Linked DNA regions of Mus musculus: regions 2, 3, 4 and 5 are each linked to region 1. The links are chromatin contacts, called in public HiCAR-type, HiChIP or PLAC-seq and promoter capture Hi-C maps. All regions are on one chromosome and are shown on one strand. The core of a region is the stretch at or near the end of the contact, and the rest is flanking DNA. Distances in the headings are between cores, read along the strand shown.

Evidence for each region. Promoter capture Hi-C pulls out the DNA fragments that hold promoters and counts their contacts. HiCAR-type assays count read pairs that join an accessible place to other places. HiChIP or PLAC-seq counts read pairs in DNA pulled down with a chosen protein or histone mark.
Region 2: a HiCAR-type map of astrocytes shows a contact between it and region 1, with 2.9 times the contacts expected there. The contact joins the promoter of Zfp930 here to the promoter of Naf1 in region 1. A contact is called at or near these places in 1 of 484 Hi-C or Micro-C datasets (CD4 T cells) and 1 of 115 datasets of contacts at active chromatin or transcription factors (astrocytes).
Region 3: a contact with region 1 is called in a HiCAR-type map of astrocytes, with 4 times the contacts expected there. The contact joins the promoter of Atp6v1b2 here to the promoter of Naf1 in region 1. A contact is called at or near these places in 2 of 39 promoter capture datasets (hippocampal neurons and pre-B cells), 1 of 484 Hi-C or Micro-C datasets (CD4 T cells) and 1 of 115 datasets of contacts at active chromatin or transcription factors (astrocytes).
Region 4: a contact with region 1 is called in an H3K27ac HiChIP or PLAC-seq map of bone marrow-derived dendritic cells, with 13 times the contacts expected there. The contact joins the promoter of Msmo1 here to the promoter of Naf1 in region 1. A contact is called at or near these places in 5 of 39 promoter capture datasets (the C10 cell line, embryonic stem cells, hippocampal neurons and 2 more), 2 of 484 Hi-C or Micro-C datasets (CD4 T cells and CD8 T cells), 3 of 115 datasets of contacts at active chromatin or transcription factors (astrocytes, bone marrow-derived dendritic cells and large pre-B cells) and 1 of 9 other capture datasets (liver).
Region 5: a promoter capture Hi-C map of liver shows a contact between it and region 1, with 2.4 times the contacts expected there. The contact joins the promoter of Klhl2 here to the promoter of Naf1 in region 1. A contact is called at or near these places in 3 of 39 promoter capture datasets (hippocampal neurons, liver and pre-B cells), 1 of 484 Hi-C or Micro-C datasets (LSK cells) and 3 of 115 datasets of contacts at active chromatin or transcription factors (astrocytes, large pre-B cells and pro-B cells).

Annotation. Positions count from the first base shown.
Region 1 is chr8:66,857,098-66,862,874 of GRCm38.p6, reverse strand. It overlaps Naf1 (nuclear assembly factor 1 ribonucleoprotein), which reads right to left and starts at 2,658. Exons shown (of 8, transcript NM_001163564.1): 1 at 1,829-2,658. The coding sequence starts at 2,508.
Region 2 is chr8:69,205,391-69,211,167 of GRCm38.p6, reverse strand. It overlaps Zfp930 (zinc finger protein 930), which reads right to left and starts at 2,122. Exons shown (of 4, transcript NM_001013379.2): 1 at 2,009-2,122. The coding sequence starts at 2,011. It overlaps Gm39188 (a long non-coding RNA gene), which reads left to right and starts at 2,171. Exons shown (of 2, transcript XR_870488.3): 1 at 2,171-2,309; 2 at 4,469-4,792.
Region 3 is chr8:69,086,216-69,091,992 of GRCm38.p6, reverse strand. It overlaps Atp6v1b2 (ATPase, H+ transporting, lysosomal V1 subunit B2), which reads right to left and starts at 3,257. Exons shown (of 14, transcript NM_007509.3): 1 at 3,065-3,257. The coding sequence starts at 3,200. Slc18a1 (solute carrier family 18 (vesicular monoamine), member 1) reads left to right here and starts at 2,771. Exons shown (of 17, transcript NM_153054.2): 1 at 2,771-3,012.
Region 4 is chr8:64,730,382-64,736,158 of GRCm38.p6, reverse strand. Msmo1 (methylsterol monoxygenase 1) reads left to right here and starts at 2,581. Exons shown (of 6, transcript NM_025436.3): 1 at 2,581-2,651.
Region 5 is chr8:64,846,944-64,852,720 of GRCm38.p6, reverse strand. Klhl2 (kelch-like 2, Mayven) reads left to right here and starts at 2,797. Exons shown (of 15, transcript NM_178633.3): 1 at 2,797-3,088. The coding sequence starts at 3,063.

The DNA of each region.
Region 1 (5,777 bases), core at 1,409-3,908:
ATTCTCCTCCAAAATAGCTATACTGTGGACAAGATAAAAAAGACACATGCTCCTTTGTATGTCAGCCTTAGACTGCCTCAAAATCAGGTTTCTGGCACGTTTGAGAACCTTGCTCCTCCCACTACATACATGAAGCCTAATTCTAGCCTCCGAGTGCACGGAACTTTCTAAACTCCTGGTATGTTCACTATTGTGCAATTATACTGTCATTTGCCTGAAGTACTTCAGCCTAGAAGATATGTATGCCATGTCACCCCTGCCTACAAATCACTCTCCTTCCTGATTCTCCAGTGCACTTTTCAAATTGCTACTGGAGGCTGCCCACAACTTCTTAAAAACTAGTTTGGGCTACCGCTGTGTAACTATTTCCTCCCAACTGAAGCCCTGGCTCCTAGAGGGAGGAGAAGGGCCTAGAAGAATCAGGAAACTAGTGAAACTCACAAGGCCCTAACCTGAAGTTCTAAAAGCAGTAAACTGCTGGGCAGACTGCTGGTAGAGCTGCCACCACAGCAAGGAGCTCCACTGATACTACTTTTCTGTCACCCAAGCTACGTGGGCTTGCCCATGATACAGCTACCTTTGAGTCACCCATGCTCTTGAATAGAAGCACAATATGTGCATTGCTCATGGAGCTAGGCTTGGGTGCACAAACTGGAATGAAGAGATGTCTGTTCACATCTCCCCAGAAAAAGTCACACAGCGATTATCAAACACTTGAAATGAATGGTTCTATTAACAAAACATTATCTACCTAGCACACAGGTAGTATCCTCTGCCACACGGGTCACAAGTCAATTCCCAATACTACTGACTGTATCCCATGCTTCCTTTCCAACTCTGGCTCCTGATCGACCCCCTGTATCTGTTCCCCAATAGTGCAGGCTCTGCTTACAAGATGACTACCATCTTAGAACTGCCAAAAAACCAAGCTGTTCATAATTGGCTTAGCTCCCTCCACCAATCTCTTCACACCTTCTCCTTTTTGTAGAAACCATTCTCCCTTGCCTCTCTCAGTGGTTTCCTAAAAGTGTTCCATCTCCCGAAACCCCCTCACCCCATGCTTACTCAAACATTTGTAGTTTGATAGCCTTCTATGTTCTGGGCCTTCTTCCACAAATGAACAACACACAGAGGAAATGTCTGTGTAAAGCACAGAGCCCCAAATACCAAGAAACTGGTTTGCAAATTTCATAGAACCCAGCTCCCTATGAAGAGTCTACAGAATACCATTAACTGTCAAGAAGCAACTTGTAGAGAACAGTAGTGGATGGTTGTACAACCCTGCACTTGGGAGGGTGGAGACAGGAGGACCAAGGAGTTCAACGTCAGCCTCCCAGGCTACAGACCAGTCTGGGCTACACCAGATCCTCGCTGGAAAGGGGGGCAATGAAGTTTGAAACATAAGGTAATCCTGTTCCTGACCCTTAACTCCTGAGGTCTCAAAAAAGTAGTCTCGACGAAAAACGTAGCAATTCTGAACTGAAACAAGAGTCAGAATTTCTAACCCCAATGCACATGTTAAACTGAGTTCCTATGGTAATAACATAGCAGAGTAATTTTACAAATAATCTACCAACGTCGAGGCTTCTACACTGCAAACATGTGACTAACTTCACGTGTAACTTTGGGGACTATCACGTTTGGAAAGGAAGCGGGAACTCCTAGAAGTAGCTGGGACCATGGGAAGCACTCCGGCGAGCCCGGGGTCCCAGCTCCCAGAGAGCACGTGGCACGGAGCTCGGCTGCGCCGCCCCGCAGAGCACGCCCGCGCGCCCCGCTCCCCAGGCCCCGTGTCCCCGGCCCCCCTCCGGCCTCTCGTGCACTCGACCTGTCCGAATCCGAGTCCGAGGAGTCCGAGGCCTGCAGCACTGGCGGCGGCTCCGCGGCGTTCCGGCCGGTGACCCAGGCCCCGCCCGGCGGCGGTGGTCTTCCGCCCGCATCCCAGTTCAGGGCTGGCAGCGGCGGAGTCGGTCTTCCGCCGGGATCCGAGTTCGGGGCTGGCGGCGGTGGTGGTCTTCCGCCCGCATCCCAGTTCGGGGCTGGCGGCGGCGGTGGTCTTCCGCCGGGATCCGAGCTCGGGGCTGGCGGCGGCGGTGGTCTTCCGCCGGGATCCGAGTTCGGGGCTGGCAGCGGCGGTGGTCTTCCGCCGGGATCCGAGCTCGGGGCTGGCAGCGGCGGTGGTCTTCCGCCGGGATCCGAGTTCGGGGCTGGCAGCGGCGGTGGTCTTCCGCCGGGATCCGAGCTCGGGGCTGGCAGCGGCGGTGGTCTTCCGCCGGGATCCGAGTTCGGGGCTGGCAGCGGCGGTGGTCTTCCGCCGGGATCCGAGCTCGGGGCTGGCAGCGGCGGTGGTCTTCCGCCGGGATCCGAGCTCGGGGCTGGCGGCGGCGGCTGCACCCCCGGCGGCGGGGCCTCCCGGCGATCCTCAGGTGGCTGCGGTGCTGCCGACCCCTGGCCGGAGCCGCCGAACTTGAGCGTCTGCAGCTGCGCGGCGGCCTCCACCACCTCCATGGCGCCGCCCGGGCCGCAGAGCAGCGCGAGGGTCTCCTCAGAAGCCAAGCTAGCCAACTCGGCCACGCTGAAGCCCGCGCGTTTCTCAGGTAACCGCACGCGGACCGACCTGAGGACACGCCCCCGGCATCATTCACGGGACTTCCGGGAGGGCCGGTGACGTCATGAACGAGACGCCGGTTCCCAGGGGCTGAAGGATTCCAACTATGGAGGAAACTTGGCTTCCGCGCGGTCCTAAGTCCGCCAAGTTCACTGCTTCTGGTGAACTGTGCTGCTCACTAAAGCGAGGGCTTCCAGGCGTGGTGGGAATGAATGAGGATTATAGTACTAGTTTCTGTACTTGAGAATCTTGAGTCAGAACGTCTTCAAAAGACGCTTTTAGTAATTTATCTTGAAAGTTAAATGAAAATAAAACCACATTTACATTCTCACCGTGAGAGAAAAAACAATACTTTTCTTTCTCCAGTATATTGAAAAGACAAGAGTTGTAAAGGATTTTACTGATAATGTTATGGCAGGGCTATATCATAGTTGATGCTGCTTCATAGGAAGTGTGGGGTGACTCTAAAATGTAGCATTTTAATCTGGAGATCTTTTCGTCAGATTGTAAGGCACTCAAGCACCAAGTTCTTAAGACTTGGGGAGTTATCGCCAGGTGTTGGTGCATGCTTTTATTCCCAGCACTCAGGAGGCAGAGGTAGGTGGATCTCTGTGATTTTGATGCCAGCCTGGTCTACTGAGCTAGTTCCAGGACAGGCCAAGACTACAAAAGAAGATTTAGGAAAAGATCAAACTTTTCTGGTTTTCTGGGTCTTCAATTTGATGCATCAATGTCTCACCTAATAATATTGCAACAACTTAGTAGGCATACATATTCATGAAGGACTATGTAAAATTTTATATGTTATTTACTGACAATTGATTGTAGGAGCTCCATAGAAGACTCTCAGTTAAAGTAAAAGAAGAAGCAATCCAGGCATTCCTGCACATTACAATGCTTACAATCCAATGTGAGTTTTAAAAGCAAAGGTGAATCCTTGGCAGAGAATTGAAGTATAGAATAGACTGTTCAAAGGCACAACAATGGAAAGTTAAAATTGGTGGGCTGTGTCCTGGAAACCCTTCCAGATGAAATAGAAATCCAAGACGGTAGGTACTAAGGCAATATTTCCCAAGTAAATACTCATATCCTAAAACCCCAATTCTATCATTTTTCTTGAAATATGCAACCGGGTGTAACTAAATCTTACTTACCTGTAGAATACAGACAAAAATACTATCTCATTTAGTTTATAGAACATTAAATAAGATGGTATAGAGAAGCAAGACTTGTCTAGCATGCATTCATTGTACAGATACCCCTGCAAAGTGAACCAAAGCATGGATTTATGAATAATATGTATCATTGATAATGACTGATATGTAGAGATACACAGCTGAATTTTAGAAGAGACAACATGTTATTTAGAATATTTCTGTGGGCAGCAAAATGTTATATTTTTTTCAGAAATTAGATGATTGCAGTCTAAACTAGGGGTTAAGTCAATGAGGTAGAATAAATGACAATTCAAAATCTTAAGACCTTAACAAGGTACTAGAAAATTTGTGACCTAGGAAAGAACAAAGAAGTTGATGTTATCTATTGTACTTGCTGGTTTTGTGTCAACTTGACACAAGCTGGAGTTATCTCAGAGAAAGGAGGAAATGCCTTCATGGGATCCAGTTTTAAGGCATTTTCTCAATTAGTGATACAGGGGGGAGGACACCTCGTAGGTGGTGCCATGCCTGGGCTGGTAGTAATCTTAGGTTCTATAAGAAAGCAAGCTGAGCAAGCCAGGGGAAGCAAGCCAGTAACTAACATCCCTCCATGGCCTCTGCATCAGCTCCTGCTTCCTGACCTGCTTGAGTTCCAGTCCTGACTTCCTTTAGTGATGAACAGCAGTATGGAAGTGTAAGCTGAGTACATTCTTTCCTCCCCAACTTGCTTCCTGGTCATGATGTTTGTGCAGGAATAGAAACCCTGATTAAGACACCTGTAAAACTGGAGAAGTTGAAAAAATGCTAATGACTGTTTAAAATTGACTCAGAAAAAAACATCGTAGTCAATTGAAAATGCTAAAGGAAATTTAAAGATACAAGACAAGCAATCAATAAAGAGTTAGGATCAGAAGCAGAGCTCAAGGAGAATTCCAGAACTCATCTGCTCATTCCAAAATTGTTTACTTAGCATTGTTTTGAGCTATGCACTGCTGTATAGCTTGCTTGTATAAGAAGACTAATGAATCACAATCCTCCTCAGAAGGAATTCATAGTTCAGTAAAAAAGATAAGTTGGAAAACAAGAGATATTTGTGAAGTAGAAGAAGGTAAGAAACTGCAGTGTGCAGTCTGGGAAGTAACGTAACTATAATACTCTCAGTAGCCATAAACCTGGCTCAAGCATATTTCAAAGGTCCTCGCTACAGACCATTTAGCAGTGTGAGGCTGCTGGCCTCAGAGATTTCCAGAAAACAAGACTTCTCCCACACAGATGCAACTTTTTTGAACCTTAAAACAAAGCTAATCCTTCTAAGGAAAGCTCAGACTTTTCTCAGTGAAGCTGATATTTTGTAACTGCCCCACAACAATAAGAGGGAAAAGGATTATCAAGCTACCATATCTGACTATATCTGTCCCATGGGCTGGGTCACCCATGTCTTTCCTTGCCACTTTGGAGAGTGAAGGTAGGACCTAATAGGTTATTGATGAACTCTACCACTGAGCCACACCCTAGCCTTACACTGTCTGGTTTATATCTTGTCAGACCAGAAGAAAACAGGTGCATTCCAGCCATGTCTAAGATCATCTTTAACAGAAATGGAAACAAAGTGGCCCCCAAGATAGATAGGGAGCCCCAGGACCACCCCATACCACCCCATACCCGCCCAGCACTATAGCAGGCTTTTACATTAGGGTGATGAGCTAGGCCTTTAAAGAGATCCATGAATATGTTAATCTGAGAAAACAGGAAAAGTGCACAAGGAAGAACTGAATAACAAGCAAACAAAAATAACCAACCTTAATGCCCAGCTTAGGTTTCAAGCTCCATTTGATCTTGAACTGGATGCAATTTACTCTCTTATTTTTGTCTTCTGCTCTCTCCCCCTCTCTTGTGACCCATGGATTCTGGTTGAGAAGTCCTTCAGCCTAGCAGACTTATTCTCCATATCTGACCTTTTCCCTTTGCTGGTATAAGAGCAGGGACTATTTGCTCATTGTTCCCAGGTAACT
Region 2 (5,777 bases), core at 873-3,372, 2.3 Mb before region 1:
ATCTCAAACCTCTGAGCTGGCTTAACTATTTCAACCAGGATTGCACATATCTGCATAGGAGAGTTCCTTAGCTGGAAATTCGATATCAACTGGCTCAAGGTAACCTCCCCAAATTGTACACCCACCAATCTGATCTGTCTTCGTTCACATGGCATGAATCAATACATGTCGAAAAATTACAAAACCACCCTCCTACTTCAATCAGGACCTTCTTCATAATGGGACTACTGGAGCTGACTGCCTTAAACTTCAGTCTGTGATCTAGCTATTGCCTTCCCCATTTCCCCCTGCACTGTATACAATAAACTGTTGCTCCTATTTTGGTCTGAAAGTAGAGACCATGCTCCACACACAAATCCTTTTACTACTGCTTAAATGATTCTTGTGGTCTAAGTGACTCAAATTGGTCATTTTAAAACTCTATGATGGTATAACCCCTTAATTTAAGAATTTTAGAATTTTAATTTTAGTCAAGTGGACAGCAAGATATATACCCTGTGGACATATAGACTTGTCTGTATCTAGGGTCAAGGCTACCTGAAACAATGTAACAGACAGAGCCTCAGAAACATTTTTCTGCAGGAGGTACAGGTGTTCTAGAATTAATGTGTCTGCCCAGAGAGAAATAACTTGATGAACGTAAGGTATTAATGAAGAAAAATTCTTGAAGAATAGCATGCATACAGCACTGGCTGGTGCTCAAAGAGGAGCCAGCCTAGGACACATTTTCCATCCTACATATGCTGCGTCAGGCCCCAGGTTACACGCTGAACAATTCACATAGAGACAGGAGAGTCCAATTTTAAGTTGCTAAGTGGTTACTTAGGCAGAAGAGAGGCTTACACAACAAAGTATTCCCAGGACTATTTCTTAAGTACACCAGTATCCTGGAACAGTAGACCATTCTTCAGTGTCAGGGTCCCTAGGTGAATATGCCAGACTGAGAAAGATTATAAAAGTATAAAGGAGAAAAGATAAAAGCTGGGGTGGGAAATCATAGAGAGCACACTAAGAAGTTAGAAGAGGACTGAGCTGGGTGTTAAGCTGAGGAGCAGCTAGCTCAGGTCAGCTCTCCAGCTCAGGTCAGCGCTGTGTGTAGCAGATAATGTAGTAATGATGTGACGGCTCCTTATAACTAATAAACGCAGAGGCCCACAGCAGGCAGGCCGAGATCTTGATGCTGCTACAGTGAAGACCATACTGCTGTCTGGCTTGCTAACAAAAGGACAACTGGCTGCATCTATATAAGAGGATCCATAGAAAGCAGCCACTGCCTAAGAAGAAAACAGGACTTTTATGGCACACCAGGCCTTAATGTTGGTTACATGACCCTACCTGCTCCTTTGAGCAGCTTCTTGGTCTCCTGCCACTTCTTAAGGGCATCGGTCTAGCGGCTGTTTAAGATCAGGGTTGTCTCCTTCCTTATGGTTGGAGCCAAATGTCTAGACAATCCTGGTGAACAAACATGCGTATCTAGCACTTCATCTCTTACAGACCTCATTAATACACTATATCTTTGGGTGTTTCAGAGGCAGCCCACCTTTAGCTAAACTCTACTCTGTGTGACTTATTCTCTCCGAAGCATTGGTAAATCCTTTGCATTATCATCTCAGCAAAATAGTGGAGTGCTACCAACACATAAGATTCCATGCACAATACCCACAAAATTAACTCCAAATGTGAAATCCGAAGAACAGAAATTCTAGAGATGCTAGCTAAACTAAAACGGCAACCTGCCGTCCTCTGATGCACAAGAAGCACGGTGATGTTGGCTACAAAGATGTTTCTACGCACACACCATGTCCCCAAAGCTCTACACAGACGCTGCCCACAGGGTGAAGTTCTTCAGAGGTCACCACTTTGGTACAGGGAACTACAGAGACCGCATGGGACTTCATACAACTCCACATCTGGCCCACTAGCTTCCATCCAGTCCAAGGGTAGCCTACCAAAAGGGATGCCGAGGCTCAGCAGCCCACTTCTCCCAAGACTGCGGTCCCTTGCTCACCATAGCGTGGCTTCCAAGCTCGCGTGCACCCCTCACAGATCCTGTTACACGCAAAGAACCGCTTGCATTTTCCCAGCTTCGGAACGGAGCCTGGAGCCTGGCGCCCGGAAGAGCCCGCCTCCCCGATGACGCTCCGACTGCAGGTTCTCATTGGCTGATGAGGCCTGAGTGACAAGAGTCCCTCCTTTGGCGTTGGAGTTTAAGGAACAGCACAGAACAGTATTTCCTGTTGCAGATATTTGCATTTCAGGAGTCCTTGCTCTTGACCTGAGGTAGCTTCACTTCTATCTTTCCTTGCGTGGTAGGCACTTTCCCCTTTTCCTCCTTGACACAAGGTAGCTAGTTTAAATAGCACATTACAAAATGTGGAGTGGAGTGTTTCTCCTGTCCCACAAGTGGAAGGGTGCCCACGATATTAATAATTAAGGAGATTTTAGAAAACAAATGTTTGTTCTGTGGGTTCACGGTGAGGTCAGGTGAGCTACAGCTACGTTCTACCTGGCTGGCAAAGGTACACTGGACAATCCTGAGAGAAAACCTGGAACCACATCACAAACACAATGAAATGTGTTTCTCCCACAAGAAGGCTGGATGGTGGATCCATCCCTATAGGAGTTTTCTTCCTGAAATTCAGGTCTATCTCTTGACAAATTAACACTAATGATAAGTGTAGTCTCCACGGTAACTTGAATAATTAGAAAGAAATGGTTCGAGGAAGAATGTTGTTTATGAACACTATTCCTAACATTTTTCTGAGTTAAGGTGAGAAAACGCAGCTGTATTAGTCAAGGTTCTCTAGATGAACAGAAATGATAAAAATGAGCGTCTCTTTCCCTCTCTGTATGTAGAAAGGGGATTTATTAAAACGGCTCGCAGGCTGTGGTCCAGCTAGACCAACAAGTGCTGTCTAGCAACTAAAATTGGAAGAATCCAGTAGTTCAGTCCATGAGGCTGCGTGTCTAAGCTGGGCTTCACTGTATACCACATTTTCAAAGAAGGAGGCTCTAAAGGAATGAACTTGCTAACCAAAGATAGGGCAGAGAGAGAGAGAGAGAGAAAGAGAGAGAGAGAGAGCTTCTTTCTTCTCTATTTATGTGGACTGTCACCAGAAGGTGTGGCCCAGATTAAAGGTGGATCTTATCGCCTCAAAAGACCCAGAAGCGTCTTCCCACTTCATAAGTTTTAATTAAGAAAAATCTCTCACAGGTATATGCAACTTTTTGGGTCTTAGTTAATTTGTAGTCAGTTTGTCTACCAAGAATAGCCATCATAACAGACAAGACAGAAAAACTTGGAAATATTTCTTACCAGCAGAAAGCAGGGAAATCATTTAACAAAAATAAAAGACAGGAAGCATGGGGGTTTTCTTTAGAGAGCCTGGACACATTCGCGTAGAGTTCTGCCTGATTTGGTGGTGTTCTTAGCTCAGCGTTGGACAGGAACATATACAATTTATTTTAAAAGACAGAAGGAAATGTCTCTGGCACGTTCATCTTGTACCTCAAGGTCATAATTGAAACTCATATGTTAATTGAACCCAGGGAGAATAAGACCACTACCACGATTTTGAGACAACTTGAACCACCTAAGAGCTGGCCATCAACTGGATCCTAAGTGCTGTAAGGAAACCAGACCTGAATCCACTTCTAGTGCCTCTTTTAAGTAGTAAAATCACAAGCTTCTGCCAAACAGGTTTACAGAAAACAGACAATGAGACAATAAGAAAATACAGGAATAAACAACCAAAGGAACAAAAATGTGGTCACCATAGAGGGTCAGGTATGTTCAGGATGTTCTCAGAAATATGAAGAGGCCAGGGGTCAAGCAGATCAGGCTCCAAGAAAAAGACTTAAATAGAGCAAATCAGTAAATGGGGTATTTTGAGCAATACAGCATAATGGCTCCTGCCTTCAAACTGAAGTCAGGTAGGTTCCTCACAAGTAAATGACACTGTGAATGTAGCTTACTTAGGAGCCAATACTACCTGTTAATTATGGCCAATACTACCTATTAATTATGATGTATGCTCTTAAAGGCAGATATATCAATGCAACAATTCTCGCAAACATACAGGAAAAGTCACCTATTTGCACAGTAGACGTACTTAGATGAACAGCTATGCTGAGCTATTCTATGCTCAGAAGAGCATTCTATGCTTTTGCCTCTGAGCAGGCTGGCTCAGAGGAAGGCCACAGCTGCTTCCATGCAGGACCAGAAAGAGTTCATTTTAACTAACCCTAGCTGCTGTCTGTCTTAGGACTGTGACAACACCAAAGAGTATGTTGAGTATTTTTCTTCATAAATGAATGGGGAGAGATTTTAGACATTAATTGGTATCCACATCACTGAAATAGCACGTCAAGGCACTGGAGAGATGGCTCAACAGTTTAGAGAGGTGGCTGCTCTTCTAGAGGATCCAGGTTTAATCCTTCTTTTTCTACCCTTTATTTTATATTTTAGTTACCTGGGTATCTGCCTAGTTGTGTCTGTACGCAGTACCGGCAGCATCCAGAAGAGGGCAGAAGATACCAACCATTGGAGTCACAGCACATTGTTAGCTACCATGTGTTACGGAAATGGAACCTGGGTCCTCTGGACAGCACTCAGTGCTCTTATCTGCTGAGCCAACTCTCCAGCCCCTCTTCTTTGAATTTAAGGTTTACTTTTGTACTTGTTCATTGAAATATATTGCATCTCATACACCCTTCCTTGTCCTCCCTCCTTCCCTTCCCAAATTCTTCCTTGTCATGCATGAGTAAGTACACTCTTAATATATGACTACAACCTGCTGAGTCTGTTGTTGTTGTTGTTGTTTGTTTGTTTGTTGTTTATTGTGTGTATATAGTTTCAGGAATGATTACATTGCATTAAGTGGCCAACTAGGGAGCGTATTCCTGCCTCAGGCAGATTCTCTGACTTACAGATGAATTGAACTGTTTAATGAACAGTGGGAGTCTAACCCCTCTAATGACCTAGGCTGTCTTGGACAGCAAGTATTATAAAGATTAGAAACCTAGGGATGGGAAAATACACGAGCAGTTGAGAACACTGCCGATTTTCTGAGGGCACCCAGGTTTCCTTCCCAGCACACTCAGCAGCTCACATCTATCCCTAACTCCAGCTTCAAGGAATCTGAAAAAATCTGTTCACCTCCTAGGCAGCCATAAATTCACCAAGCAGGAATGAGGCAAAGTCACATAAACAGGCAAAACTCCCATATACATGAAATACAAGTGAAATACTTTTTCTTAAAATGAAGAAAAAGAGGAAGGGGTGAGGGGAGACACCTGGCACCATAAAGCTTATTTTTTTCAAGCTTGGTGTGGTTTTGCATTCCTTTAATCCCAGCAAGCAGGTCACAGAGGCAGAAAAATTACTGTAATTTTGAGGAAAGCCTGTGCTATATAACACTCACACACAAACACACACACACACACAAGGAAAGAAGAACAAAACTAAATAATAGAGGAAAAGGAGCATGGGGGAATTGGGAGAGTGTAAGACCTCTGCTCTAGAGCTACAGTTAAAACACACCCCTTCCTGGGTTCCTCTACTTGGAAGGGGAGATTTTTCTGTGTTCTGATCTTCCACAGAACACTTCTGTATAGTTACCTTTCTCTTGCTATTATAAAACTCAACCAGGACCAAGCCAATTTATAAAAGAAAGTATTGGGCTTATAGATCCAGAGTCAGAGACGTTGCTCACATAATAAACACATAACAGCAGGAAGACCTGAGAGCTCACAGTTTGAACCTTAGGTATGAGGTA
Region 3 (5,777 bases), core at 2,008-4,507, 2.2 Mb before region 1:
GCCACTGACAAATTATTACCCTTATGGCAACGGCAGACACTTGCTTACATTACACAAACAATTTATGGAGTAGCACTTAGAAACCATGATTTACTTAGAAGCTGAAAAACAGGATAGCTACAATACTGCATAGCAAGTTCCAATCCTGCCAGGGATACTGAGTAAAACAAACAAGCTGGGCATGAGAGTAATGACTTTAAACCCAGCACTCTGGAGGCAGAGGCAGAGGCAGGCAGGGCTCTGTGAGTTCCAGGCCTGCCAGGGCTATATAGCCGTTCTCAAATACACAAAACAAAACAAAAAACAACTTGCTCAATAATAAAAAAAAAAAACAAAAACACCCAAAAACAAAACCCCAGGAATTACGGAGATTTTAAAGAGCACTAGGCAGTGGTGGTGCACACCTTTGTACCCAGCGCTTGGAAGGCACAGGCAGGCAGATTGAGGCCAGCATGGTCTACAGAGTGAGCTGCAAGACAGCCAGAGCTACACAGAGAAACCTGTCTCAAATCATATTCATTCATATAGATGTATGTGTATATATATATATATACACACACACACATACACGCACATAGATATATGTACATATACAAATACATACACATACACATATATGTGTATGTGTATGTATATGTATATGTAGGGGGGGATGGAGTCTGTGAGCACACATAATCTATCAGATGATTAGTTCTTCCTTCTGCAGGGAAAGAGGTTGTTCAACACTAACACCATTAAGGATTGCGACATTGTTAAAGCAAAAACCATTGCACAATAAACCCTAGCTCTTTAGGCACCACCTTCATAGCAAAACAAATGCTAAGAAAGCCATTCCTTCAATTGTGCAAGACCAGAGAACTAACCTGAACATGCTCTAGAAGTAAAGCAAGGAAAGTCACTTGTGGTTTTTGCTAGGGATCTGCTTTGTGACATAAGAAACTTAAGGTTAGCTTGGCTGGGTCAAGAAAAGTGAACCCAACCAAGCTCATAGTATTTTGCTCTAATAGCTTTGAAGATATTGTTGATCTTCCTTAACGTTTAAAAGGGCAAAGTTTTTTTTTTACCTTGTGATGTCAGAAAGTCAAATGATGTGCTCCAGATTAGTTACTAATTTCCAGCCTGAATATTTTACTTTCCGTTTCTTTTTAACAGCCTGAGTAATTTCTTATATTATGTACATATAATATCTAGAATTTTTAATAATCCTGAAGTTGTTTTAAAACAGGATCTGATTTTCACAGGGCAACTGCCAAAATTACTCCAAAGAGTGTGTATCAATTAATTATAATTATTTTGATAGTATCATCAAACTTTAATAATAAAAAATTGAGTTAATATTTAAATTTGACTAAAAATGTGGCAAAAATAGTAAAAGATGATATTTAAATGCAGTATACCAACTCCCTTTTAAAAACCCTATCCATATTAAAAAAAAAATACACGCTTAACTATTAGGACAAATTGAATTCCAAGTTATAGGATTTACAGAGCACTTCCTAAGTCAGACACTGTGAACTTGGGGATACAAAGATGCAACTTTTAGAGACAGCTTAGTCAGCAGAATCCTCCTATGAACAAACTCTTCAAATATTGGCCAAGCACATGGATATGGTGGAGAAACACTACTCATCCCTGAAGGGCTTAAGACCTTCGCCATGGAGTAGTCGACACTCCCTGAATTGGCTCTGAATGACTTGTTATATGGAAAGAGACTACTATAACCTTGTAACATTTTTCCCTTAGAAGCCACACCAGTGTCTATGTGCTCTGCTCAGAGCAAAGCATACATATCAAATGCAATTCTAGAGATTCTGTAATTCTCAGGTATAAATCTGTCAGTTTTCCCGACGTTTCCTTGGGCTCACATGAACCCCTAACAGGCATTCTCTAATTTTAACAATTATTCTAAAAAAATGCTTAAAAGGCACACCTCAGCAATCCACTCTCCAATGTGTGTGTGTGTGTGTTTTTTTTTTCCCTTCCCCTCGCTGCAGTGTTATCACATGACCCACTGACAGCTCAGGACAGGATTAGTCAGGCTGGAGGGCGCCTAGCTAAAACCCTTCAGCTGAAACGCTTTTAACCAATGAGCCACCCACAGAGCCAAGCTGCCAATTAACCTGTGCAAATGGAACCTTATTTTCAGGAAAACAACAGATACTTAAAAAAGAGGAAAAAAAAAAGTCTTCTTTCAAAGCTCTCTGCCTGGCTTTAAGGGAGCCGTGAAGAGGTTTGATTCTATACAACCGAAAGCTTCAGCCAACAAGAGCCATTTGGGAATGACTGGCTTGTCTAAACATGGCTTATTGAGGTCTTTTATGATCACTACACTTAAGCCTATGAACATAACAGTGGAAAGCAACCTTCCATTTAACTGCGTTTGGTTAGCTGGTCAGTAAACGAATAAACAACAGAAGACCAAGCAAAGGATTAAGAAACTCGATTTTTGGTTCCTCTTTTCCCAATAATTAGATGTCTGAAGCCAGGCATGGCTTCTCCTTTCCAGAACCTTAGGCGTCTCGCCTGTAAAACGAGAGGGTGGGACTGCACGACTAGGGTATTTTTCAGCTCTAAGGTTCTCCGGTATCTAGGTGTCCTCCAGTGAAGCGGTTCCCTACAGAATAAGCCACATCTCCCTCTAGCCGCGGGGCCTGCCCACATCAGCGATGACATTACACCTTCTGCACGGTCCACCTGCCCAGAGGTCCACGGGGCAAAGGGGGACGGAGTAGGCGTTCCCTCGACCCGAAGACATTTAAATGAGGCCAGGAGCAGATGAAGACAGTGACAAGAAGTGGCCCTCAGAGACAGACCAGTGTCTGACAATACCCAGAGAACTCGGAGCGGGTAGGGCAATCATCAGGAGCCCACTTAGCCCATGGGAAGGTTCCAGTCGGTGCTCTCACGCTCGGCCCACCGAAGTCACGGAAAAGCTCACGCAAAGCTGGAGAGGTGCTTGTGAACTGAGCGATGGGGGAAATGAATCCCATTCCCTCCCCGCTGGCTGAACAGGTGAGAGCACAAGCCAAGGGCTTGGTGGACACGCTCACTTTCCCGTACTCACTGAGACGAGGCTGGGATAGGTAGTTCCGGCTCACCGCCAGCGCCTGCTCCCGAGCTCCGGCCATCGGCCCACCGGTGGGCACGGGCAGTTCGGGTGCGGCCCCGTTCACGATTCCCCGCATCGCTCGCAACGCCATCTTGTCTCCTCCGTCCCGACTGGCCCCGCAGCAGCGCGGCGCAGGCGCACATATAGCAGGGAGGCCCGTGCGGCCGGCCCCACCCATGCGCGCTTCGAAGCTGCGGCAGAGGCCCCGCCCTCTCGGCGGCGCCCCGCCCCCAGACTCGTGACTGGAGCTCTGCGGGGGCGGTGCAGGGTGCGCGCGCATGCTAGGCGCATAGGGAGCTGACCAGAGTGCTGGGAGCGCGGATCTGAGGCTGGGAGCGGGAAAAGAGAAGCGAAAGGGGCCAGAGGGCAAAATTGACACAAGAGAGAGGATTCACGAGAAAAAGAAAGATTCATTGGAATGTAGGGAAGGAAGAGATAGGAAAACGTGCATAAGAAAATACAGACAACTGAGGTTCATAATCAAGCTGTGGAAAACACCTTGGAAAGCAGAAGATAGAAAACCTAGTCCCATGATTGGTAACTTTGTGTCGAAATTTATTTCAGTTTATCCTACTACCAAGTTCTTTTTTTTTCGTGGATCTTTTCGAACAGACTTGGCTTTCTTGCATATCCGAAGAGTATATGGTGTGGAAGACCACCTTAGGAACAGATTGGAAAACCAGTTAAGAGGTTAGAACGCACAAAGGGTTCTAGTTTCTTTTCTTTGGCTGTGATAAAATTAGCTAGCGGTTGGCTTGGTGTGATGGCGCAAGCCTTTAAACGCAGCACTCAGGAGGCAGAGGCAGGAAGGTCTGAGTTCCAGGGCAGCCAGAGCTACATAGTGAAACTATGTTTCAAAACAAAAAAAACAAAAAGAAAAACCAGCCTGTGAGAAACGAACAACACAGTAAATTGATTGTTGTTCTCTTTACAATATAAGAACAGAAGAGGAAAACAAGAACTTTGCTATGACGGAGCAACATACTGAAAAACTTCTTTGTGTTAGTTCCCCATAGATTTGTTGATAAATACACAAGAGGATGTCTAGACTGGCCTTCGGTAAGGTTTATAACTTATCAGTTTGGGAAGCATGGATCTTTGCCTCATTCACAAAATTACTATGTTGTTGTTTTGTTTTTAAAGATTTATTTATTTGTATGTATGTGAGCACACTGTTACTGTCTTTAGACACACCAGAAGAGGACTTCGGATCCCATCATGATGGTTGTGAGCCACATGTGGGTTCTGGGATTTGAACTCAGGAAGATCAGCCAGTGCTCTTAACCGCTGAGCCACCTCTCCAGCCCAATTACTATGTTGTTATAAAATTCCCTTTGGGCTATATATGTGAGGTATGTATGGAATATAAATGAGTTTTATCTATAGACTTACAGCCTATATACAAGACATATTATGTAAATATTTCACAATTAAAAAAAAAAGAAATTTGAGAGGCTGGAGAAATGGCTCAGTGGTTAAGAGCACTGACTGCTCTTCCAGAGGTCCTGAGTTCAGTTCCCAGCAACCACATGGTGGCTCACTGATGATAAGTTATAAACCTTACTGAAAGCCAGTCTAATGGGGTCAGATGCACTCTTCTGGTGTGTCTGAAGACAGCTACAGTGTACTCATATACATAAAATAAATAAATCTTTTAAAAATCTTTTTAAAAAAAGGCAAAATAAGAAATTTGAGATCTAAAGCATTCCTGCTCCCAAGCATTTCAACTAAAAGTCAGTCAGCTGATGTTACAAATGAAGTAAATGTAGCCAGGTTACCTAAGTCTACTTTGAGTGCATCTCAGGTCCCTATGTAACAATCCTTCAATCCTCGATAAAATTGCTGGAAGTATTAAAAGAGGTAATTGAATGTAAACAGAGAGTTCTATATAGTTCTTTTTTAAAAAGTGAATCCTCTAAAGATTTATTTATTTATTTTAATTATATGAGCATACGGTCACTGTCTTCAGACATATCAGAAGAGGGCATCAGATCCCATTACAGATGGATGTGAGCCACCATCCACCATGTGGTTGCTGGGAACCTTTGAAAGAGCAGTCAGTGCCTTTTTTTTTTTTTTTTTTTTTTTAGATTTATTTATTATTAAACACAAGTACACTGTAGCTGACTTCAGGTGCACCAGAAGAGGGCGTCAGATCTCATTACGGGTTGTTGTGAGCCACCATGTGGTTGCTGGGATTTGAACTCAAGACCTTCGGAAGAGCAGTCAGTGCTCTTACCCACTGAGCCATCTCTCCAGCCCAGTCATGTAGTTCTTTTAAACTTTTTATGGTTTGGAATTTTTTTGCATGTGTATAATACATTTTGATCAAATCTACTCCCCAATTCTCTTTCCTCCAATTCTTACTCCATCTCCTGCCATTCTATGCCTCCCAAGTTCATGTCCTTTTTAAGTCTACCGAGTCAACTTTGTGCTGCTTGTATGTGCCTGGGTATAGGACCATCTGCACAGGTGACTTCTTTTACTTCCTTTACACCTCAGGACTGCGAGGGTAGCTGGCCCAGGCATAGAGAATGTGGCCTGAGCAGGAAACTTGGAGTCAGCAAGCCTGGCTTCAGTGTCTGTTTGAGTACACAATGTGACCTTGGGACAGCCATTAGTTCCTTCTGTCTCTCACTTGCCATCTGTGAACGGGAAATAGTTTATG
Region 4 (5,777 bases), core at 1,332-3,831, 2.1 Mb after region 1:
ACCAGGCTCACACTGGCCAGTAGAAAGAGTTGGGTTGGGGAGAGAAAGAATCCTGCTTATACTTAATAGCTGGAGGAAGAATCGCTTAGGGAGCACCCCACTTTCTCTATGAGACACAATTTATCTGACTCAGGCCTAACAACTGAGCTGCAACCTTAACCTCACAAGAGACACGTTCTTTTCCTTTGAGGTGACCTGCCTGCCTCCACACTTTATAAAGAATATGTGAGCTAAAGGCATGGAACACTTAGCCATGAGTACAAGGTACACTGGATTCCCCAGAAACACCCATCAATGGAACTTGTTCAGAAGATCAAGCCAGAATTGCAGGGAAGGGAAGACAGTTAGTTCCATGCAGAAAGGGGGGGGGGGGGGAGAATGACATCTTTCTATAGAAATTCTAGGATAGCTTGCACACAGTGTGCACTTCAATGAAAATGTATACTTTTCATGTAGATGGGAGCAGGGCTGGCCTCAATGATGCCCTTGTGCAATTTTTTATTAAATGATTGGCAGAGGTAGGTGGATCTCTGTTCAAGGCTGGCTAGAGTTACATAATGAGTCCCAGTCTCAAAAAAAAAAAAAATCATGTTAAATACCCCAGCTTGGCCTCATACTCAGAACAATCCTCCTGCTTCGGGGTGGGGGTTGGGGGTACGGTGGGGGAAGGTTATTCTTGTTTTGAGATAGGGCCTCCTCATGCAGCCTGATTGGCCTTGAACACGTTACGTAGACAAAGCTGACCTTGAATTCTGATCCTCCTGGTCCGATCTGCCAAGTGCCTGGGTTACACCACCACAGTGGATATGGTATTTTGTCGTTGTGGTTTTTCTGGGACACCTTCTTTAAGGAAAAGATTGGCTTCCTGTCACCACATTATCTCTAGATAGGCTTTCACAAGTGGTGTAAAAGGAGCCTAGAGCTGTAGTCTAAGCGCTCCTGTCTTTGGGCACTCACACTAGCGTTACACAGGCTTGGTTCTTAGCTCATCTGCTGGTTTAGGTCCAGGTCTTGACACCTAGGGAGCAGATAACTCCCTTGACTTAGAACCAATTTCTACCTGTGGAACTCAGCCCCCTAGAATGTTAAGCATAAACTCTACCCCTGAGCTGCCTTGCCAGGGCCTCAGCATACATGTGCCCCTCCCCCTAGCCTCTCTGAGCTTTGTTCTCAATCTGCAACACGGGAAATGCTGGCATCCCTCAGCTATTGCAGGATCTATATTGCACTAGTACCCTATGGTCCATGTGCAGAGATTTATTAAAAGATAGTTGCCAGGCTCAGTCAGCACAAGCCTGAGCGTATGAGGTTAACCCTCAGCAGCACAAAGCAGAAGGAAGCACAAACTCCCCTTGTGAACACACACTCACAGACAGACACTAAATGAGATAAAAAGAATAGAACTTTGAAAAAAGCTTCACTTATTAAAGTACGTGGGGGGCAAGATGGATGATCCAAGGCCTGAGGACTAGAGGTCAAGGCCGTCCTTAGGTTACGTATCCAGCTCAAAGGCCAGACTATAACTCGAGACCTGTCTTAAGGAAGATCGAAATCTAATACACAAAATTGTCCATTACATATAAATTGTCAGGTTACCTTAATATCATTTTCATATTTATGTCTCAAAAATATTATTAACATGAAAATTTAATTCCTAGTTTTATTAATCTGATTACAATAAATATTAGAAAGTGATTTTTTTAAAAACTCCAGGGTAGCCTAAAAAAAATCCAACTTACATCACTGATTTTGTTTTTATTATTTTATATTATTTGAAAATGTCATCCATCTATACAGTTTATCTTGACCATATTTTCCCCTCATTCCCCAACTATAACTCCCTCAAGCCCCATCATACCTATCTGTCTATCTCTCTGTCTCTCTAGCTTTCTGTGTCTCTGGCTCTGTGAGTGTAAGAAAAAGGATACATTAATAAATTTGAAGAATAAATTTAGTATGTAAAAATTAATTATTTATAATGGAATTCAAACTATTATAACTAAACTATATGATATGTGGACCAGTTTAAAGTGAAAATAAATGTAGTATTCATACTAGTATAAATAATAAGAAATAAGTGTCATTTTCAAAAAAAAAAGAAAGATCGAAATCCAGAATAAACTACAGGAAAGCAAGACCAAAAACTCAAATCAGTCTTTAAAACATATATACCACTTTTTTCCCCGGGTTCTGGATGAAGCCAAGCCAATGTGAGTAGCAAGATGCTACAACCCAGCGCACCCACAGCACTGGGCGCCTAGGAACCCACCGCTTGGTTGCCAAGGCGACGCCGGGTCCGCGCGGCTGCCCCGCCCCGTCACGCCGTCACGCGCTCGCGCGGCGCCCCGCCTCCAGCTGCGCTGCCGCGCGGACGACTGGCTGGCCGCGCGGGTCTCACTATTCTCACTCCATCCGCGCAGCCAATGACTGGCGCCGCTAGGGCTTCGTTGACTTGAGTCACACGCTGCCGGGCCTTAGCACGGACCAATCACTGCACGGCGAAGGCAGGGCGGGAGTGGGGCGGACCAATTACGACAGGCGAGCCGGGGCCCGGCCTCCGGGCCCTGCCCCTGAGCCGGCAGAGGTAGTGAGGAGGCCGCTGCACCTGCCAGGACTTGCGCTTAGACCGCTGTCTGTCGCGGGGACGCCAGGTAAGGCGCTCTCTAGCCTGATCCGGGTGGAGGGCGACTGAGACGGGGACCAGCAGGGTGGTGTCCGGCTGAGGCCGGTAAGGATGCGGTGGGAAGAACCTGGGTGGGCTGTGCGAGACTCCAGGCAAGGAGCCTAGGTTCTCAAGTGATGCAACTGGAATGACAACACTTCCTGCCCTTTAAAGAGTTTGCAATCACCTGGAGTCTGGTTCATTGACTTGAGTCTTAAAAACTTTTTACAAAAACACCATCACCAAGTGGGGGAGTAGGGTGTGTTCTGTGTTTGTGGATCTAGGAAGCTGTCCCAGAGGTATTGTAGGATGTGGCTCCATGTGAGAGAGGGGTGCATGGACGAGAGGTCTGGGCTTCACATTAGGAGAATTACCCGCGCTTGAACCATGAAGGTTTAAACTTATGTTTAAATGGATCCTGACCCTGTGCCTAAGGCTTCTCTAAGCTGCAGTGCCGAAAGAGGGGCTGGGATCGTCAGCCAGGAGTTAAGTTATCCTACGAATACATTTTTTTTTTCATCCTTTTTATTTTTTGAAATCCGAGGATCTAGTCTACCTGATTCAGATCGAATTTCCAGGCAAGCAGGCTGCTCAAAACTGAAAAGGCAGGATATTCATTTCAGCAAAGCCTGCTTTCCCCTCTCCTGTCTGATCACTTTATCTGACACTTTGTTTAAAACTACATGCCCTGTTTTCCTCTCCTCATTACGGAGCGTGAACTTGAGGTAACTGAACGCTGTCTCAGCATTGTGTGGAAGTTGGGAGACTTAGTCGAGGATGCCGAGTTAGAGACTAGAACAGCTCTTTTGGAGGTGATGAAGTTTCTCAAGTTAGGCATTAAAGCGTGTTTGCGATGGGCACCTGAGGCACTGTAGGATGCATTCAAGTTTGATCCAGGCCAGCAGCCTTTTGGGTAATCAGAATCTAAATCAGGATAAGAGTTACAGATGATGGGTATCAACCAGCATTCCATGAGACTAGGAAAAATGTCAAATGGAGAAATGTCAAATCTTGATGGTTGCTGAGTGTGTGGGCGAACACTGGTAATCTCAGCAGGGTATCAGGAGTTCAAGGTCGTCCTTAGTTTCATAGTTTTAAGCCCAACTTAAGACACAGATCTTGAGACACAGAGAGACAGGCAGAGAGAGAGAGAGAGAGAGAGAGAGAGAGAGAGAGAGAGAGAGAGAGAGAGAGAGAGAGAGAGGAGAGAGAGGAGAGAGAGAGAGAGACAGACAGACCTGGGGCACTTTGTGAAATTTTTTTTAAGAGTAAGTTGAGCATACGGATAGAAATAGAAAACGATGGGGAGTGAGAACATACCGCCAGTGTGAGCAGCCTTTTCAGGGGGCCTGGGTAAGCTGTACTCCTCCACTCCCCATCCGTGCAACTTTGTACTGTTATTCATTTATCCTAAGCCTCAGCTCATCATTTGAAAACCAAGGATCATAGAAGTTCCTCTATTTCACAGCGAGGCAAGGGTTTAGCTTAAAATGACAGCATATACTGGGTATGCAGAAGGTGCTCAATAATTGTTAGCTTATTTTAGATGCTGTGTGCCAGGTCTTATGTTCAGTGCTTAACATGATATTTATTGAGGTTTCCTGACAAATTATTATTATAGTATTATTATTAATATTATTGTCTTTTTTTTTTTTGAGACAGGGTTTCTCTGTATAGCCTTGGCTGTCCTGGAACTCACTCTGCCCCTGACTCCCAAGTGCTAGGTTTAAAGGCATTGCAGCACCACTGCCTGGTGGCAATTTTTTTTTTTTTAGTTTTATTTATAAGTTATATGATTACATTGTAGCTGTCTTCAGATACATCAGAAAAGGGCATCAGATCCCATTACAAATGGTTGTGAGCCACCATGTAGTTGCTAGGAATTGAACTCAGGACCTCTGGAAGAGCAGTCAGTGCTCTTAACTGCTGAGCCATCTCACCAGCCCCCTCTTGACAAATTATTATTGAGGAATTTTTTTTTTTTGATAAAACTATGGCTCAGAATTTTATCATTCCATAAGATCTGGGACGTGTAGCAAGGACGTCAGTGTTCATTTGGTCATTGTCAAATTTGGTATTGACCTCAGGAAAAATGGAGATTGGTACAATAGTCTTGTGTTTTGTAATTTTGTAGTAGAGGGTTGACAAAATCTTCGGGTGGGTGGGGATCTCAGTGGTAAGAAACCTGTGTGGGTGGAGGAGGGTGGGACTTTCAATCTGGACTTTCATTGTAAGAAGGGTAAGGTGGCTTAGAAGAGATGACAGGAGATAAGGAATTCTTGTCTGCCTCCTCCTCTCCCTTCCTTTCCCTCCCCTCCCTTCCTTTATTCTCCTCCCCCCCTCTTTTTCTAGACACTATCTCACTCAAGCCAAGTTGAAACTCACCAAGATTTGAATGTGATTTTATTTTATAAAAAATTTTAATTAAAAATTGCCTATTTTATGTATACCAAGTGTTTTGCCTACATCTCTGTTCGTGGAAGCTTGGTACCCTTGGTGTGAGAAGAAGGCATCAGATCCCTTGGAACTGGAGTTCTGTATGGTGTGTGCAACCATGTGGGTGCTGGGAACTGAATCTAGGCCCTCTGCAGCAAGAGCAACAAGTGCTCCTCACTGCTGACCCAGTCTCCAGTCCCATGCAGGTATTTTTAGAATGAAGAAAGTGGGCTTCCTGCGAACATGAAGGACACGAAATGAAAAAGGATAAAGGAGAGCCATGTCCTTGGTAAGATACACACTTAGGAAGTAGAGAGGCAGAGGCAGGTGGATCTCTGGGAGTTCAAGGTTAGCCTGTTCCACTGACTTGAGTTCCAGGACAGCCGAGGCTACACAGAGAAGCCCTGTCTAGAAAAGCAAAACAACACAGCACAGCACAAAGCAAAGCCAAAAGAACAGAGAAGACTTATTGAGAAGAATGAGGACAGATTGTGAGGCCAGCAGGTGTGGGAGGATAACGGATGGGTAGGAGTGAGTTGGGGGTCTGAGAGAAGGTGATTTACCTTCCTAGCATCTGTCACATAGATCAGTTGTAGAAGTGGTAGCGCATTCTAAAAGTGCCTGTTGTTGACTCTTCTAAGGCTATACAAACACTATTCTTTTTTGAGATTATATATCC
Region 5 (5,777 bases), core at 1,548-4,047, 2.0 Mb after region 1:
AAGTCCTGACCACCCTACCTCTTCCTCCAAAGTGCTGGGCTTGTAGTTGGGTGTCACCATGCCCTGCTTTATGAGGTACCGGGACCAAACCCAAGGCTTCCTATCTGTTAGGAAAACACTCCACTGACTGAACTATCTCCCTAGTCCACAGCTTATCTGTTTTTAAATGAGTGATTTTTCTTTCTTTCTTGTACTTTCTTTTTGGTGGAGGGGGTTTCCAATACACGACGTTTGATGTTCTACAGAGGCATGGAGTCTTTTCCTCACAGTGGCTTTCTCAGCCCTGTGATCCTTGCTGTGACACCAAGTTTCTGCCTGCCACATCCTGACACTAACTCTACTGAAACATCCAATTTCAATTCAGTTAAGTCATTCCTGACACTGATACTGCCAAGGGCTGGCTCACCTGTGTGTGCCATCTTCTTTGCAAGCAATCCATTCTGGCGATGTCACATTAATTTTAGCTTCTAGTGTCTTAGGGACTGTTTTATTTTACAAGCATTGAACAAATAAATGCAGTTTTATACAGTTTCATCCCTTGACGGGGGGTGGGGGCATCTTGAAAAATCAGGGGTCTGGAAATATGGCTCAACCATTAAGAATGTTTGCTATTCTTATAGCAAGCTGGGGTTTTGATTCTTAGCATCCGTATTGGGTGGCTTACAAATACTTGTAATTACATCTCCAGGTAACCCAATCTACTTTTCTGGCCTCCTTGGGCACCTGCATGATTGTGTGAACATCACAAAAATAAGCACTCTTCTGGGTTTACTTCTACAAATGGAGTGGTGATAAAAAAAAATAGACATTTAGAATATTAGCAGAAAATTGTGATGGACAAAGATGAACCAGAGGAAGATCTAATGGGGGCTATGACTCAAAGTATGTGCCTCGCACACTGACACACCCTTTAGAAATTATTATTATTATTATTATTATTATTATTATTGCTTTTCAATGCTGCGATTGAATCCAGAGCTATGTATTTGCCAGGCACTATCACTGAGCCATAGCCCCCTCTTTAATTTATTTCAACTTGTTATGAGACAGAGTCCAACTAGGTTGCTAAGGCATAGTTTTCGAACTCATTCTGTACCAGGCTTACCTTTTGCTAGTGAGCTTGTATGTGCTTCACATCCACTTTCTCATCCGACTTTTGCTTTATAAAGCAGGAACTTTTCTTATGGCTCAGACAGATCCATCACGAATCCTAAGGAAGTATTATTAGTGATGGATCTGTCTGAGCCATAAGGAAGTCATCATGCAGGCCCTCCGCATGGCAAATCAGTAATGGCCTAACGATGCAGAGATATTAATCACGGCAAGGCATATTTTCTTTATTAAAACAAGTCACCACTGAGCACCCTTTCTTGGCCTCCTGAGTGCGGGGATTATAAGCACACACCAACACTTTTGCAATTATTTTATTTAAGTACTTATTGGCAGTGCTAGGGATGGAGCCTTGTGCTCCCTCAGGCAAGCACTCCGTTCGTGTGATGCTGGAGTGGCCCAGGGATCATGTCTTGGTCTTTTCTGTAGCTACATTACAGAGCTTATTTCAACTAGTCTTGTGACTGTACATACGATCTACATGGGTCAACTTCCAAATTTAAGTTCACTCCGGACGCTACTTCTCCTGAAGCCTAATCCATCGGAATTCTTACTGAGCACTTTATCATCTAGAATCTGACCACTTCTTTCAATCCCTCTGACTCCAGTTCAGCCATCTTTCTTTTGTATTTTGGCTAGACTAAACTTGCCTGCTCCCTTCCCTCCGCGAGTGTATCACTTATACAACTAACGGTAACCATTTGGCCAGTAATGGTCTAGTACTGCCTCAGTTACAGTAAGTAGAGAGTCTCAGACCTTGCCTTCCTTCAAGCCTGGAATCCTGGCTCTACCCCGAGGGTGCCTAGACAGTAAGTTTGGAGTGGAACTGAAGAATTCCCATCTCTAAGTTCCCAGGTGTTTCTTCCGCTAGCAGGCATTGGTGGAGAATTCGGAACCCTCCTGCCTTTTCTCAATGTGACAGGCATCTTGCTGACAGGGATCTTCACTGATTTTGCCTTAGCCCTGGACATTCACCCACCCCTTGAGTGGTTCAAGGTTCATGTTAATTCATCTTTGTTTAACTGATACCCCAAGAGGCCTTCCGGACCGTTCCTCATCAAACAGCACGCCCTATCTCACCGCCGTTTCTTCTTCTTCCCAGTGGACATCCTGGGCTCATTGTTTCTCTTATCACGTCCAGATGGGCAGCTAGCTAAGCTAAACGACCCACGTTTGCTCAGTCACGTCCCCAAGCTCAGCCTAGCAGGTGCTCAACTCAGTTGTCCAAGGACCAGATTAGGAACACCCAGGAAAGACGCCCGCTAGCTTCGGGCTTGGGACACTGGTCAGGCCGATCTATCTCGTCTTGCCTCGGTTTCCCCCTTCGGAAAGGCAGTGAATGGTCTGCCCTCCCCCGCATCCCCACGGGGGTGGGGGAGGCACTCGGACGCCAAGACAAGGATGTGAACACACCGGTGAATCAGAGCAAGCGGTGCACCGGAGAGCACCCCTTCCGCGCGAGCCCTCCCCGCCTCCGAGCTCCCAGCCTCGGCCCCGGGTCTACTCCCTCCCCCGCGGGCGCGCGCTCGCCCGTCCGCCCGCCGCCTCCTCCTCCAGACGCCGCGGAGGAAGGGGCGGCGCCGAGGGAGGGGTCCCTCCGCCGCGGGAGGCCGCAGCGCCCGCCCGTCACGGCGCCGGCGCCGGCCGGGAGAACCCGGAAGTGGCCGAGCAGCACGCTCGCCCGCTCGCCTGTCCCGCCGCCGCCGCCGCCGCCGTCGCCGCCCGGCACTCGGGGGAGCGCGGGAGCCGCGCCAGGCACACGAGCGCGCGGGGCCGACGGGCCATGGCCGCGGGGGCCGCCGCCGCAGGTGGTGGCGCGCGGTGAGGAGCGCTGCGCCCCCTCGGGGCGGATGGAACGGGGCTGGGCGGGCGGACAGTGCCGGCGTCCGCGGCTGGTATGGTGCTGGCGGCGGCGGTCGCTGCCTGCGTTCTGAAGCCCGCGAGGAGCCACAATGGAGACGCCGCCACTGCCTCCCGCGTGAGTGAGCGGGCGCCCGGGCGCGCGGCGGAGGGCTGTACGGTTGCGGAGGGCGCGCGGCGCTGCGGAGGACACGCCGCGATCGCGGGGGGTGGCGGGCGAGGGGAGGCGCGGGGCGTGACGGGGCGCGGCGCCCGCAGTCCGGGGGGCGACCGCGGGACCGGACTCTGCCAGGCCGGCCGGCCGTGGGTAGGGGCTTCTTAGTCCCGGGGCGAATTGAACGTTCGGGATGGAGCTGTGCGTGGGGCTTGGCGGGGTGTGCGCGCGCGGGGAGTGGTGGTGGTGGTGGTGGTGGGCTACGATCGCCCTGTCGGTACCCCACCTCCCCCCTCCCCGGAATGCATGGGCTGCTGCTGCCCATCTCGCCTACCCCTTGCTAGTAGGGAGCGAGAGGAAACTGGAAAGTACCAGACGCCTGGAGTCTAAAATGAATGCAATCTGAGGTTGCTTGCTTCTTGGAATTTCTAATAAAATTAATATCCAAGGAGCTTTTACATCACTCCAAATGAGCTGCGGCCGTTTTAGGGCATGTGATCTCCTACCTGGCACTGCAGAAAATCTTTTATCCAGAAATCAGAGCATCTCTCGTTCCCTTGGTACCCGGGGCACGTTGGTAGTGTTACCGACCTGTTAGGCACAGGTGTCTTTTTTCCTTGGTGCCCAAGTGCATTCAAGATCACCTGCAACAAAATTACTTTCTAGAAATAAGAGCTTTAAAGAAAAAAATCATGTGGAAGATGTTATTCTGTACAAGGATTTTTGTTTTTTGAAAAAGTGGCCTGTAAATCTTCGGGAGTTTGAACGTTTCGTCCTCCCCACCCCCACTCCCACCCCACGCCACCTTCATCAGTTTAACCTTTATGAAGGAGTACAGAGTCCTTTGGATCTGACTTTCAAACCGCAGACAAACCTCTCTCCAAAAAGGGTGAACCTTTTCATTCGATCTGATTCATGGAACCTTATCGGTTTTCAATGAGATTCGGCTAGCCAGTTTCCTTCTATCACCGTTGTCGTCACCAGCCTCTTGTGCCTATTTGGCAGGATTCCAGCTAAAATAAGGATATTTGGTTTGGGCTGAACATTTCTTTTTCTTGTTCTTTTTGTATTTTGTATTTTGAGTCCTTTTATGAGATCACATGGGATGATAGATCCACAGTTTCTGTATGTGCAGTGTTTTGAGCTTGAGTGGAACAGGTCGTGGGGATCTGAAGAGTGGGTGAGTCTTGGCTTGCCCCTTCTGGGCTCATAGAAATGATAGAAAAAGCAAGGGATCAGATGCTTTGCAGATGGTGGCAGCTTTGAGGCTCTGATCTGCTCACGCTCCCCAGAAGGTTGGGAAAGCTTCCTGAGCCCCCTGGGAAACATGTTAGCAGCCCCCCCACCCCCCACCTTGGAAGCAGAGTGAACTGGAGAGAACCAGGGGACCTTAGGATGAAGGTTCAGAAGAAAAAAAGATGGGTGTGGAAAACAGACCCTAGAGCAAGCCAAGGCATAGAAAATGGTTTAAGTCGGAAAACTGAATAAGATGAGCAGCTCTGTTCTTTTGCTATTGTTGCTTCGATTGTAGTTCTGGAACTAGATTGGAGGCTTGAGGTAGTGGAGGAATCCCGGGGTGCTGAGGAGGAAACAGTTGTAGCCTTGCAGTCGCTGGAAAGCTGCTAAGACCTCTGCATTGTTTGTGTGCACTTAATTAAAGCTACAAAGACATTTAATTTGCATTGGGTAGGTCCAAGACTCAAGCCCTCTTCTAGAGCCTGTGCTCTTGCTGCTTAGGTGTCTATGGATTAGACACACAGGTCTTGGCTTCCTACCCTCTGGCTTCTTTGTGTCTGTTTCCTTTAACTCCCTTTTACCTTGGGTCATGCTGTCTGCTGTAAGCAATTGCAGGTGAGGTCTTTGGGGTGGGGGTGGGGAGTTGTTTGCTGGGGCTTCCTGGCTAGAGCTAGGTTAGGAGCACTCACTGGGAGCACTCACCTCTTTTTAAGCACTGAGTGTTAGCCTGAGCTTCAAGGCAAAGAGAGACGTTTGACCTGGACTTAAAGGGCCTTAGGTAATAGGATGGAAGCAGACTCAGAATTCTCTTGTGTGTCTGTGTAGTAATTCATTCAGTGTGCAAATTCTTGGATGCCTGTCTCTGCCTGGCACTTTTCATGATGCTTGTCTGGGCTTCTGTTCTAAGAGTCAAGGCTGCATTGTTCTCTGGTCTCACCCTTCTTCCCTTAGGCTGTCTTGGAGGGTTGGTAGGCATCTCTGCCTGCATTCTTAGTTCCTCATTTTGATTTCTGCCTTTTCCACTCTGCCTCCAACTTTTTCTCATCTTCTGAGAAGTCTCATTGATTGCCACTATATGTCGTATTTCCAGTTGTCTTTTTTGCATACTTGAGTATGTGTGGCATTCAGGTTCTGTTTCAGTTGGAGGTCTAGGTAATAGTAAGACCACAGGTTGAAAGATGTGCAACCAAGAAAATTAGGTATCAATGAACGAGTCAGGGAATTCGAGGTGGTAAGTGGGCTGTGCAGACGGAGTGAGAGCTAAACAGCCTTGACTTCCGCGGTACTCTTCATATATTAGCCTTTATGGTTATTTGCATGAAGGGGTTTCCTAATTATTAAGCTGACAAAGCCTGTAAAGTTGGGATTGTGTGGATCCCTTTGACATCCCTTTTGGAATAGTTTTCTTAGCTCTTGT